Linked DNA regions of Mus musculus: region 2 is linked to region 1. A link is a contact called in public HiCAR-type data. All regions are on one chromosome and are shown on one strand. The core of a region is the stretch at or near the end of the contact, and the rest is flanking DNA. Distances in the headings are between cores, read along the strand shown.

Evidence for each region. HiCAR-type assays count read pairs that join an accessible place to other places.
Region 2: a HiCAR-type map of astrocytes shows a contact between it and region 1, with 2.9 times the contacts expected there. The contact joins two enhancer-like sites. A contact is called at or near these places in 6 of 39 promoter capture datasets (the 3T3-L1 cell line, cancer-associated fibroblasts, hippocampal neurons and 1 more), 1 of 115 datasets of contacts at active chromatin or transcription factors (astrocytes) and 1 of 9 other capture datasets (liver).

Annotation. Positions count from the first base shown.
Region 1 is chr8:45,355,040-45,360,522 of GRCm38.p6, reverse strand. It overlaps Fam149a (family with sequence similarity 149, member A), which reads left to right. Exons shown (of 14, transcript NM_153535.2): 2 at 4,794-4,901; 3 at 5,153-5,291. Among named protein-coding and RNA genes, the nearest start is that of Fam149a, 25 kb to the left of the region's middle. Within about 2 kb of position 2,087, at least 162 of the 459 cell types and tissues checked have an H3K27ac peak or open chromatin away from gene starts, as enhancers often do. A contact at or near this core is called in astrocytes, where this site is marked.
Region 2 is chr8:46,142,978-46,148,460 of GRCm38.p6, reverse strand. The region is part of intron 1 of Snx25 (sorting nexin 25); the gene reads left to right. Among named protein-coding and RNA genes, the nearest start is that of Snx25, 6.7 kb to the left of the region's middle. Within about 2 kb of position 2,115, at least 34 of the 459 cell types and tissues checked have an H3K27ac peak or open chromatin away from gene starts, as enhancers often do. A contact at or near this core is called in astrocytes, where this site is marked.

The DNA.
Region 1 (5,483 bases), core at 838-3,337:
CCTGATGAGATGTGCGGTTCACTTCCACGCCTTCAATTTCCATGACCGCTTTAATTATAGTATGTATCAGAAGTGTCACCACCCGGAGTCAGGCCGGGCTTTGATGGAGTGGACAGTGTCTAGTTTCTTGGTGTCCCATGTGACTGTGTTGTTTGGTAGCCATCCTGCTGGAGGAACTATTTGAAGTCTTGAGACTTCACAAAAGGGATGTTCAACTAAAAGCAGGCTTTTAGCCACACATGAGTCACTTCTCGATCTAATTGGGTGCACACCTGCATGAAGTCCTCGTGGATCCTCCAGACCCCATCAGCCACCAGGCAAAAATCTGAGCCACCTCACAAGGAACAGAAAGCAAGTCTTGACAGCATATCTGAATTCTGCAGATTGTGAACATGTGGAAATAAGTTTTCAGTCTTTTAAAAAATATTTTTAAATTAAAATACATATACATTATTTAACCCATCTCTTTCCTCCCCTGACCCTTCTCACTCTCAAATTAAGGCCACATTTATTTTTTTTCAAATTGTTCTTATATATACAGATGTCTATATAAGTGTATGTATATATGTATAAATGTTCCTAATTACATAAATAAAATCTGCTCGGTCCATATAATATTACTTCGATGTATATGATTTTAAGACTGACCATTTGTTAGTGGATAACCATTTGGGGGCTCTACCCTGAGGAAGGCTATTTCTCCCTCTTTCAGCATTTCTTAGTTGCCTGTAGCTCTTTGAGGGTACCAATACTGGGCATGCTAACATGAAAGGGTGGGGGACGATCATGGGGCCTCAACCTTGGTGTTTTTAAGTTTGATTTTTGTGCAGATGGAGGTTGCACTCAGGCCTCCAGAGAAGCAGTTTACCACGGATCTGCGTAGGTCTAGAACTACTGTTTCATTCCAGGAATACGTTTGTGATATATTGATATTTAAAAGTAGATATCTGGGACGGACACCCATGCACACACATTCACACACATACAGACACACATGCATGCACATGCATTTGTACATACACTCATATGCACACACACACACACACACACACACACACACACACACAAATGATTGTGGTAATTCACTTTCGAATCCCCAGGGGTCACTCAAGAGGCTGAAACAACAGGATCTCTATGGTTGGAACTAGCCTTGGCTACATAGTCAGTCCCTGACCAACTTGGGCTACAAGGAGAGAGACCATCTCAAAACACGCAAGGAAACAAACACATGCATTAATAAACCAATGAGTCGATCAGCAAAGACGCTCTGTGGCTTACAGTAAAATGACTGGTTTGTGTGACTTTGAGGATCTGTTTGCAGAAGCAGAGACTACACAGCAAAGGATGCTCTGATCTTGTGTATTATCAGACCTAAAGCTCTGATTAATCTTGCATTTACTAGATCGAGGCCTTGGTTATTTTAAACCTCTCTTTGCCTTCTCACCTGAAACCTTGCATCTCATTGATGCTGGCAGGAAGGATGTGAAATCTTGTACAGTTCTTTGCCTTTCTCTCAGGATTCTAAATGCTATGTTGGAGAAGCTAGGCTGGAAATATCAGGGCTTGAAAAATCAGTATTTTAGAGAGGACTGTGGGGTTGGCTCAGGGAGACCACCAAATCCTCTGGTCTCTGGATATAGAAATCTGATCTGCAGAAGCAGTGGCCAGCTTTTCCGGAGGTCCTGGCCAGAGAGGGCGGGAAGGGGCGGGGAGTGCTAGCCACGATTCTGCCCACTGCAGCCCGGGCCGAGGCAGGAGGCAGGAAGGATGGGAGAATTGAGAGACCTCGCTGTGGCATCCAGCCTCTGTTGGATCTGAGGGTCCGGAGCCGGAAGCCGTGCCCGGAGCCCCGGGATCCGCCGCGCCCATGGGCCCCGCCAGCGCCCCTGGCTCCGTCTCTGCCGGCTCGCTGGTCCCGGACACTCCGCGGGTTCAGCGCTAGCGGGGCTCGGGGCTCAGGGCTGGGCGGGCGCGGAGCTGAGGTCCCGGGGATCCGGGGACATGCTGCAGCCCTTGCCCTGCGTGAGAACGGCGCGGACAACCACCGCACAGTGCTGCCCAGGCCCCGAGGCTCCCGGCCCGGCCTGTGGGACAAGAGCCAGAGCCTGAGGTTGATTGTAATTGGGTAAGTTCACCCCGGCTGGGTGTAACGAGTTCTAGATTATGGCTTGGTTTTGTGAGAAGTGCGTGATTTTTTCCCCCTGCCTGCAAAGGCAAAATACATCTGGTGTGTGCGTTCCTTCCGGCATTCATTCATGAAATTGTAGCATGCTGGCACCAGCAGGCCTTCCCAAGTGACGTCGCTTCTTCACTCAGAGACTCATTACCGCGTACCAGAAGGTACAGTCCCCAGAACTAAGGTAGCTTCTTAGATTTCGAAGGATTATTCCTCTCCCCTTGGGTATGTTGGCTACACAGTTGAAAACCAGATCCCTGCTGGTTTTAACTCAGGGGTAGAGTGCTTGCCTGGCTTGCATGAAGAGGCCCTTGCTCAACTTCCAGCACACAGAAAGAAAACAACACACATACACACACACACACTTGACTATCCTGCATTTTAATCTAAAGACTGTATCTACTTCAAATACTCCTTTCGGACAGAGAAATGGTGTTTTGAAGGGTGTATGGACTGTTACTTGTACCTCCACGGGGCAGTTTGACATCCCCCCCACCCCGGCCAGGTTTGCAGGTTCTCAGAAATCCACCTAAATCAATCAATCAATCAATCAATCAATCAATCAATCAATCAATCAAACCAGACTATGTGGAGTCTCTGGAGGAACTCCTGGAGATCAGTATTGAGCCTAACTCCCACGTGTGTGCGTTATGGCTCCATTTAGCCCACCTCAGGAGAGCCCACATATTGGTTTCAAAGGTGCACACAAGAAAACTGTTCCTAGCTCTAGAATGTAAGCATAAGGAAAGGACTAACATAAAACTGTCAAATGTCTAGGTATTGAGTATCATGAGTTTAACAGACATTGCACAGGGTATAAGTTCTAAAGTACTTACAGGATAGGATATGTCCTGTAAGTTTGCATATTTAGTCCAAGGAGTGGACAGTTCACAGGGGATTAAGATGTTCAAAGTTATGCATGGAACCAGTGTTTGGCTAGAGAACAGAGAAACCGAAGGACTAAACCCTAATAATAACATAGCCCAAGAAGCAAAGGATACTTAGAATGCCATGTCAGCACTCTCCATCTTGTGGTGAGCTGCATCCTATCTGCTCCATGCACTTGGGATCGATGCTTCTAGGACGAGGGGAAGATGGCTGCTGTGTTGTTAGTTTGCAGATGTGTGTGTGTGTTGAGCCACAGGGAAGAGAAGTCCATGGGTGAGTCTGCTATGAAGAAGGCCTCAGAGAGAAAACTGCTAGTCTCCCATCATGGACGCCATCATCCAACTGGATGGCATGTTAGCTCGAATCTAACTTAAGCTCCTTACTGTTCAAAATACAGCTACTCGACATAATATTTAGTTGGTCTTTGAAAGGCTAGTTTATAAGAATTTCTATGATTACCTAAAAGTTGAATCACAATGTGATTTTAAAGTCAACTTAGAAACATCTGAACAGTGCTAATAGAAAGTGTTTTATCGGCATGGGAGCTGGGTGGAGGGAGTGGCTCAGTGGCAGAGCATTTGCCTTACACAAAGACCTTCTGGATTCAAGCCCAAGCAACGAGACAGACAGACAGACAGAGAGAGAGAGAGAGAGAGAGAGAGAGAGAGAGAGAGAGAGAGAGCATAAAATCTTGCAGTATGCTAAGTTCTTTTTTCTGCTTCTTTTTAATATCTTTGCCTCAGAATTATTTAACTGAACATAAGACAGACAGGTAGTAGGAATGGAAAATAACACCATTCTGTTAATCATTGTACAAAAACCACATCAGTAGATGGCAGATATTCTTAGCTAATCTCTGCAGATAAGTATTAATTTTTAAAAGAATCCCTTTCTCTTCAGTGAATTTTAAGTAGGTATGTAAAGGCAGGGTATTTTCCATTTATATTAAAAACTCAAATGTTAAAAGTTAGCTACTATTTTAATTAAAAGCAAAGCCAGCTTTTATCTTTAAAGCATGCCAAATGTTGTCTTTGTTTGAATTACTGAAAGTTCAAGCCTCCCCACCCCCATCTTAAGTTTGCTTTACTTATATGGAATTTATGATTTCTACTAGCAAGACAAATGGCTCACTGCTAAACATGAAGATATTTTGATAAAGGGGAAGTAAATGTTTTATTTAATGATTAACATGAACTGGGCCACACTGGTTTAATAGTTTACTCAGATTTTTAGATACTTTAAGTTTTCATTAAATTTTAATATTTTGAGCCCTTGAAAATACAGAATGCACACCAGACAGTAGTAAAATTACATGTTTGAATGACTTCTAAGTGATTCAGATCCTTTGGTGGGTTTCAGAATTGATAAGGGATTAATGCCCTCTGAGTGGCATGCTCAGTGGGTTTTATAAGGGACCTGGTTAAAGAACAGCAGGACCCTAGCTCATTCTCCGGTTACCAACTGAGCCTTAGGCCTTGCGAACGAACTGTCAGAAGTATAGTCAACTATTCTGGACAACTTTGTGTTTTTTGGCTTTTTCACGATTGTTACTATATTTTCAGATTATGTAAATATTCCTGTAGCTTACTGGCAACCTTGATTCTAAGACAAATAGAAAACAAGGCGTTCCGAAGCCTCTGTGGCAAGGAAGAGGAGTGACCCTGAAGAGAGGGGCATTACAAACCAATGTGATCACATTATAGACTTCCCTGTTTTCCTTTCTTCTCAGAAGGGGGCTCTCGGAAGGACTCAGGAAGCAGAGCTCTGAAAAGAGCAAAGATCCTTTACCTACGAATTTTACGAGAAACGTGCAGAAAGCCATTGATAAATTCGCCAGGTAAGAAACAATCATTTAAAATGCTGACCCAAGCAAACACGTGCAGAGTAAATGTGGGGACGGGTCGGGATCAGTAATACGGTTTTGTTTTTGATCATGTAAAATGATACATGACAAAAATGATCGTTAAACCATCTGTCTGTGAACTTTACAAATACGTCTAAGGGGACATTGAGGAAGCGGGCCTGAGCAGAGAAGTCAGGCCTGGGTAGAATTCCCAGCTCACACCATCTCCGTGTTCCTTCCTGCAGCGAGTCCCCCTCATCATTTTCATCCAGTGGGAGCCGGACGCCCACAGAGGCCCACAACTCATGGCCTGGCTCTTCTACACAGAGCTCTACCACGGGATTGTCTACGGAGCGGAGCTCGGTTTCTTCTTGGAGAGATGATGTATGTCTTTTGATAGTTTCAACAACCTCGTGGGGATGGTCTATGGAGAATTACTTTCCAGTCATTTATTTATTTGTGTGTTTGTGCGAGAGGGCACACACTTAACTGTGATGCCATTCAGAGGTCGGAGGTCAACTTTGAATATCTTTCTCTACCACTCTCCTCAATTTGTTTGTTTGTTTGTTTGTTTGG
Region 2 (5,483 bases), core at 866-3,365, 790 kb before region 1:
GTGTTATTCTGGTTTATTTGATCTTAACATATCTTATTATTATTTCAAATTCCCATTTATATTTTAAAGAGAAGAAAGAATGAAAGAAAGAGATGGTGTGGATTTGGGTGGGTCAGGAAGTGGGGAAGAACTGGGAGAAGCTGGGGGAAGGGAACTGTAGTCAGAATATATTGTATAAAAACTATTTTCGATAAAAAATATAATTTTTATTTTGTATATGTGGTACATGCATGCATATTTGTGTGCATGTATGTGTGTGAGTACACTGGCCCACATTGAGGCCAGAGGTCAACAGTGATGCCGTTTTCTTTCTCCACATTACTATTACTATTATTGTCATCATCTTTGTCGTCGTCGTTGTCATCATCATCATCATCATCATCATCATCATCATCATCGAGACAGGGTCTCAATGATGCTGCAGCTTCCCATTGGAGCTAACCTGGCTGGCCAGTGAGTTATCTAGGGATAACTGCCTGTCTCTATCCTCTGAAAGCTCCGTCTTTTACAGAGTGTATGCACCCAACAAAGATGGTGGGAATGTAAACTCAGGCCCTCAGGCTTGTACAGAGTTCTCATGCACAGCCTGGGCCTCTTCCTGCCGCAGCTTCTGAGGACGGACGGGGATTGGAGGTGTGGATTATGACACCGGCTTGAGGAGGCTTGTCATGCTTCTGGAGGCGTCCTTGTGTTCTCAGTTGTTAACACCACGTGGTTAGGATCTATAAGTGACATGTTTTGTTATTATCCCCTGTACCTAACAGGAGTTGAAGGCTGCTCAAGTGTTTGCTGATGGTAATTAGGAAAGTTAGGTTTCTTTATGGTCACTTAAGTGTGTGCTTTTCCTTAACAATTAATCTCATACCTAGTGGGTAGCTTAGATATGTTCAGATTTTGGATTTTTTTTTTTTATCAGTAGGAACAACTACTGATTAAAAGTAGCTTTCATCCCAGAGAGAAATTCTATCTCAACAGTCCAGTGGTATTTTTACGACATACAGAAGCCTTTCAGATCAAGGTTGATCCCAGTGTCTGGAGAATAGCTGTCTGGGTCCTATAGGGACAGTTCTTAGCACAGTTCTTTGCTGAGAGGGCTGTCCTAGTGTCATGTTCCTAGTCTAAAGTGTAGCTTGGAATTCTGCTAGACCACTTAGCCTGTTTGGATTTGAGCATTCACTAGGTACAGGCGCTGGACCCTAGCACTCGACGCAAGGCAGGCAATGGCAGGAGAAATGAGAATGGGAATGGAGTCATTTGATATCGAAAGGCTTATTGCTCCAGGCAGTTGAGACTGTATCCTCTTGTGGAAGAGAGGGGCACAGCTGACATTCTGGGAAATAGATCTCATTGAATTCCTTTCTACCTTCTCTGTCTCACACTCTGGAGTTTTCTCTTTTTGGTAGATACAATTTACTAGCTACTTAAAAAAAAAGGCTTATTGTAAGTTGGAAATTTTATAATAGTGTATGTTTATAGGGGACACACTGTGGGCTATTATGCTAATATGATAAACAAATTAACCTCCATCGACTGAAATACTTAATGTTTTTCTATTTGATTTATACCATGTTAAAGTGAGTAAGTAATTAATGGGAGTTGGAGGGCCAGCACAGCAGGATCCACGGGAGTTGCGTGTAGTAGCATACGGGGAACAGAAGACCATAGCTGTTTAAGGAAAGTGGGAGACTGTGAAGTTAATCAGACAGAAAAGTTTAGAAAGTCTGTCAAATCAAATCAACAAGCATTTCTACTTTCTGATCTTGTTAGTTTTTTGTTTGTTTGCTTTTTTTTTCTTTTTTGGGGTTTTTTGTTTTGTTTTGGTGGTTGTTTTGTTTTTGCCTGCCCAGTTGCTGAGTGCCAGCGCCAAGTATGCTCTCGGGGGATGGAGTTTGATGAGAACAAGGGGCAGTAAGTACAAACGACAGGTTTAGGTCTGAAAGTTTCCAGCTTCCTAGCGAAGAGTTGGGAGCCTTGCAACAGTAGCATTGAGAGCTTGAATTACTCTCTCTAAAGTGCGTGGCACTGTGACATTGGGGAGGATCCAGAGATAAACAAGAGTAGCCCCTGTGCAGTCCTCTCAGGCTGAGTGACATTGACTGGAGAGAAAGGCAGATGTCTAGAGACAGTAAGAACATTCACACAGCCATCCCCTGCTCTAGTTGGCTTGGATCAGGCTGCTAGGATTCCTAAATGGGTTCTTTGACTAATACAAATGTTCTTTGAGTGAAACAAACTTAATTTAGTTACTTGGGAGGAAGAGGAAAGAAACAGGAATTAGAGAGACTATACATAGCCTCTTTGTGGCTTTCCTTTATTATTCTAATGTGATAAACAATCCTAGATAATTTGACAACAGATAATGACATAATATATTTAACCTCTCTTTTAAGAATATTTGTTCACTTTTCAACTAAGGGAGTTTTGAGTCATGGTGACCAGTAGGAAAAAAATGTCTTTTTAAAAAATGTCTATTAAATCATTGGATTGATAATTGGTTCACAGCATACCAATTAAAAACGTTTAAATCAGAATCCTGCCTAAATGTTTGTGGTATCAGGGATGCTGCATTTTAAATTCATGCTGTACATAATTTCAGGTATAATTTTTTATAGGTCATGCAGTCACATGATTCATAAAAAGGAATGGAAGGATAAACAGTGGACATAGGGAACATAGGGAAGCTGGTTTTTTGTTTGTTTGTTTTTTATAAAGGCAGGCACCAGTGTAGTTGCTATCCATTCTAGATATATTTTAACTATAAACTAATAAAAATACTCATTCAAGAAGCTTTTGATAACTCTCATTTCATAGTCTATACACAGTGATTGCACATGCAGAAAAATTATATTTTCTGGTCTCTTGTTAGGAAGGAAGACTTCTTTAAGGCTGTGAAATACATAATAAAGTTACATATGAATAATGATAACTTCAAAGTAGAGTGATATAAACAAGGAACATAAAAAGAAATGCCAATCAAAACTGGCAAACATATCTTAGGAAATGAGGAAGCTGTATTTGAATTCAGCAGTGCAGTCCAAAGGGAGCAATATACATTTTCATCACTTGTTAAAAAGATGCTGAAAACTGCTTCAGAGACAGAGCATTGGACCTTTTGAGATTTGAGTTGTTGGTGAATATATCAGATGAGTCAGTCACAGGAGCCAAGATTGGAAAGATAATCTTGGCCTCGTAGATGTCCTTAAAAGAGAGTAGAACTGAAGTTTAGTCTGTAGGCCCAGTAGCTTTCGACATTTTTTGAGTGTAAGAGTGATAACATCAGAGGTAGGCTATAGAAATGCCTAATAGAATGTGACTAGGCCAGAGTGATCGATAACATTGTGAAGAGGGTTAATGAGTGGCTGAGGCCTCAAGTCCCAGTGCTCCAGAGGCCTAAGCAGATGATCTGGAAGCCGAAGCCAGCCTTGGTCACACAGTGACCAGCCTGAGCTATAGAATGAGTTCTGGTCCAGGAAAGAGAAAATAGTCAAGGTTTTATTTGGCTTTATTTGCACTAGTTACATGGCAGGTGGAACTGAGAAGATTTTTCAAGCGTTCTGTTGTGCCGGTCCCTTTAACCCATACTCAGTACCAAACAACCCCCAGAGTCTCTCTGCCCTGGTTAGTTTTGTCGTCAGTGTGACACACCTGGACAAAAGGAATTCAATTGAAGATTTGCCTTAGCCAGACTTGCCTGTGGGCATGTCTGGGGCATTTTCTTGATGGCTAATTGATATAGGAGGGTCCAGTCTGTGGGCAGTGTCCTCCCTGGGCTGTTGGGCCAGGGCTGTGTGAGAAAGGCACTTGACCCCAACATTTGAAATGCAAATAAATAAAATATCCAATAAGAAGGAAAGAAAGGAAAGAGTAAGGAAAGCAGGCAGGCAGGCAGGCAGGCAGTTGACTATGAGTCTGAAAAGAGCCAGTAAACAGCATCCTTTCATGGTCTCTACTTCAGGTCCTGCCTCAGCTTCCCTACAGCCTATGAACCCAGTAAGCCCTTTCCTTCCCTCTAGTTGGTTTTGGTTAGTGTTCTATCACAGAAACAAAAGGCAAACAGAACACCTACTGTTTACACTTCAGTGTGAAGGTTGAAGTCTTGAGATGTGGTTGTCCTACGTTGAACCTTCTTAATTCCGGTCATTCCTGTGTTTATTTCCAACTCTAGAATCTTAAGCAGCTTTTTGTCTGAGTAGTACACAGTGATGTCACCTTGGCAATTGTTGTTGCTAGCTTAAAAATGCTGTAGGGTTCATTTCTAACCCATATCACACTGGGGTAGGCAGTGTCCTAGATTTTCTTCAAAAAAAAAAAAAAAAAAAAAAAAAAAAACCCTGTATGTTTTCAATTGTACTGAAAAGGTGACTCAGCAAGTTTCCTGCAGAGGGTACAGGCTTCAGAAAATGAATAGTCTGCTGAAGGCTCTGAGCATTCAAACGACTGTATAGAAACCTGTTTGTTTGTTTGTTTTTAAACAGCAATTGGACTTTTAAAAGAAAAAAATTTGCAAACTCAACTAGCTTAGTGTTGATTGGTCAGATGCAGAGGGCAAGGGTTAATATTCTCTAGAGGCCTATATACCCTGAGTGCCATGTATAGGTCTGAGTTACACCCTGTTTGAGCCATGGGTGCATTCCTATTGTTTATCCAAACACGGTAGAGCTTTCCAGAAAACTTCCTGCATATGAGTCTATTTGGTGGACTTCTGGGACTGCATGCTGCTTTGGAGATGGTACGCAGGCTTTTGAGGTGTGCTGGAGCTTACCCCAGGGCTGGCCTGCACTTATCAGCATCTTGAGGTAGTGGCCTCTTGTACATTTATTGGCCTGGGGATTCCCACGCCTGAATAGCAGGAAGCTAGATGTCAATCAAAATGCACGTAAATGTAAGGAGAAATGCCTCCGAGGACTAGGAGGAAACTGAGTGGTCAGAATAAGATGTGGCTTGTTTGTGTTAGAAAGTCTTCTATCTTAGTGTTTAATACACCTTTTGGAAAATTAATTTGCAACCTTTATTTCTTCCATAGCTAGGTTAGCTGCAGTCCTCACTGTTCTCTGTAGGGAGTAGTAACACATATCTATAGGCTTTGACTGCTCATCTGATTGGACCCGTACCCCTCCCCTGTGACACTCCCTCCCCTATCACCCTCACCCCCTCCTCTTCACCACTACTCTCTGTACATTTCTGTGAGTGAGTCTTCAGTTCTTGCTCGATGCAGAGCCTGGGGGAAAGGGCATTTCTTGGTACTCCACTGTCTCCTTCCCTAGAGCTGCAGGTCCTGCTTGCTGCTGCTTCTTTTCCTAAGCTACTTTAATGCTTGATAGAGATAGGAAGCTGTTTCTTTCACTCAGAAAGAAAGTTAACCTGGTGTATGAAAGTTGGGGAATTTTCACTTCTTTCTGCTCTTGGCTTCTCTCTATCTTGCCTGAACCAGGCTTCAGGACCAAGCTAGAATGTTGAACCCTGGCAAAAAAAAAAAAAAAAAA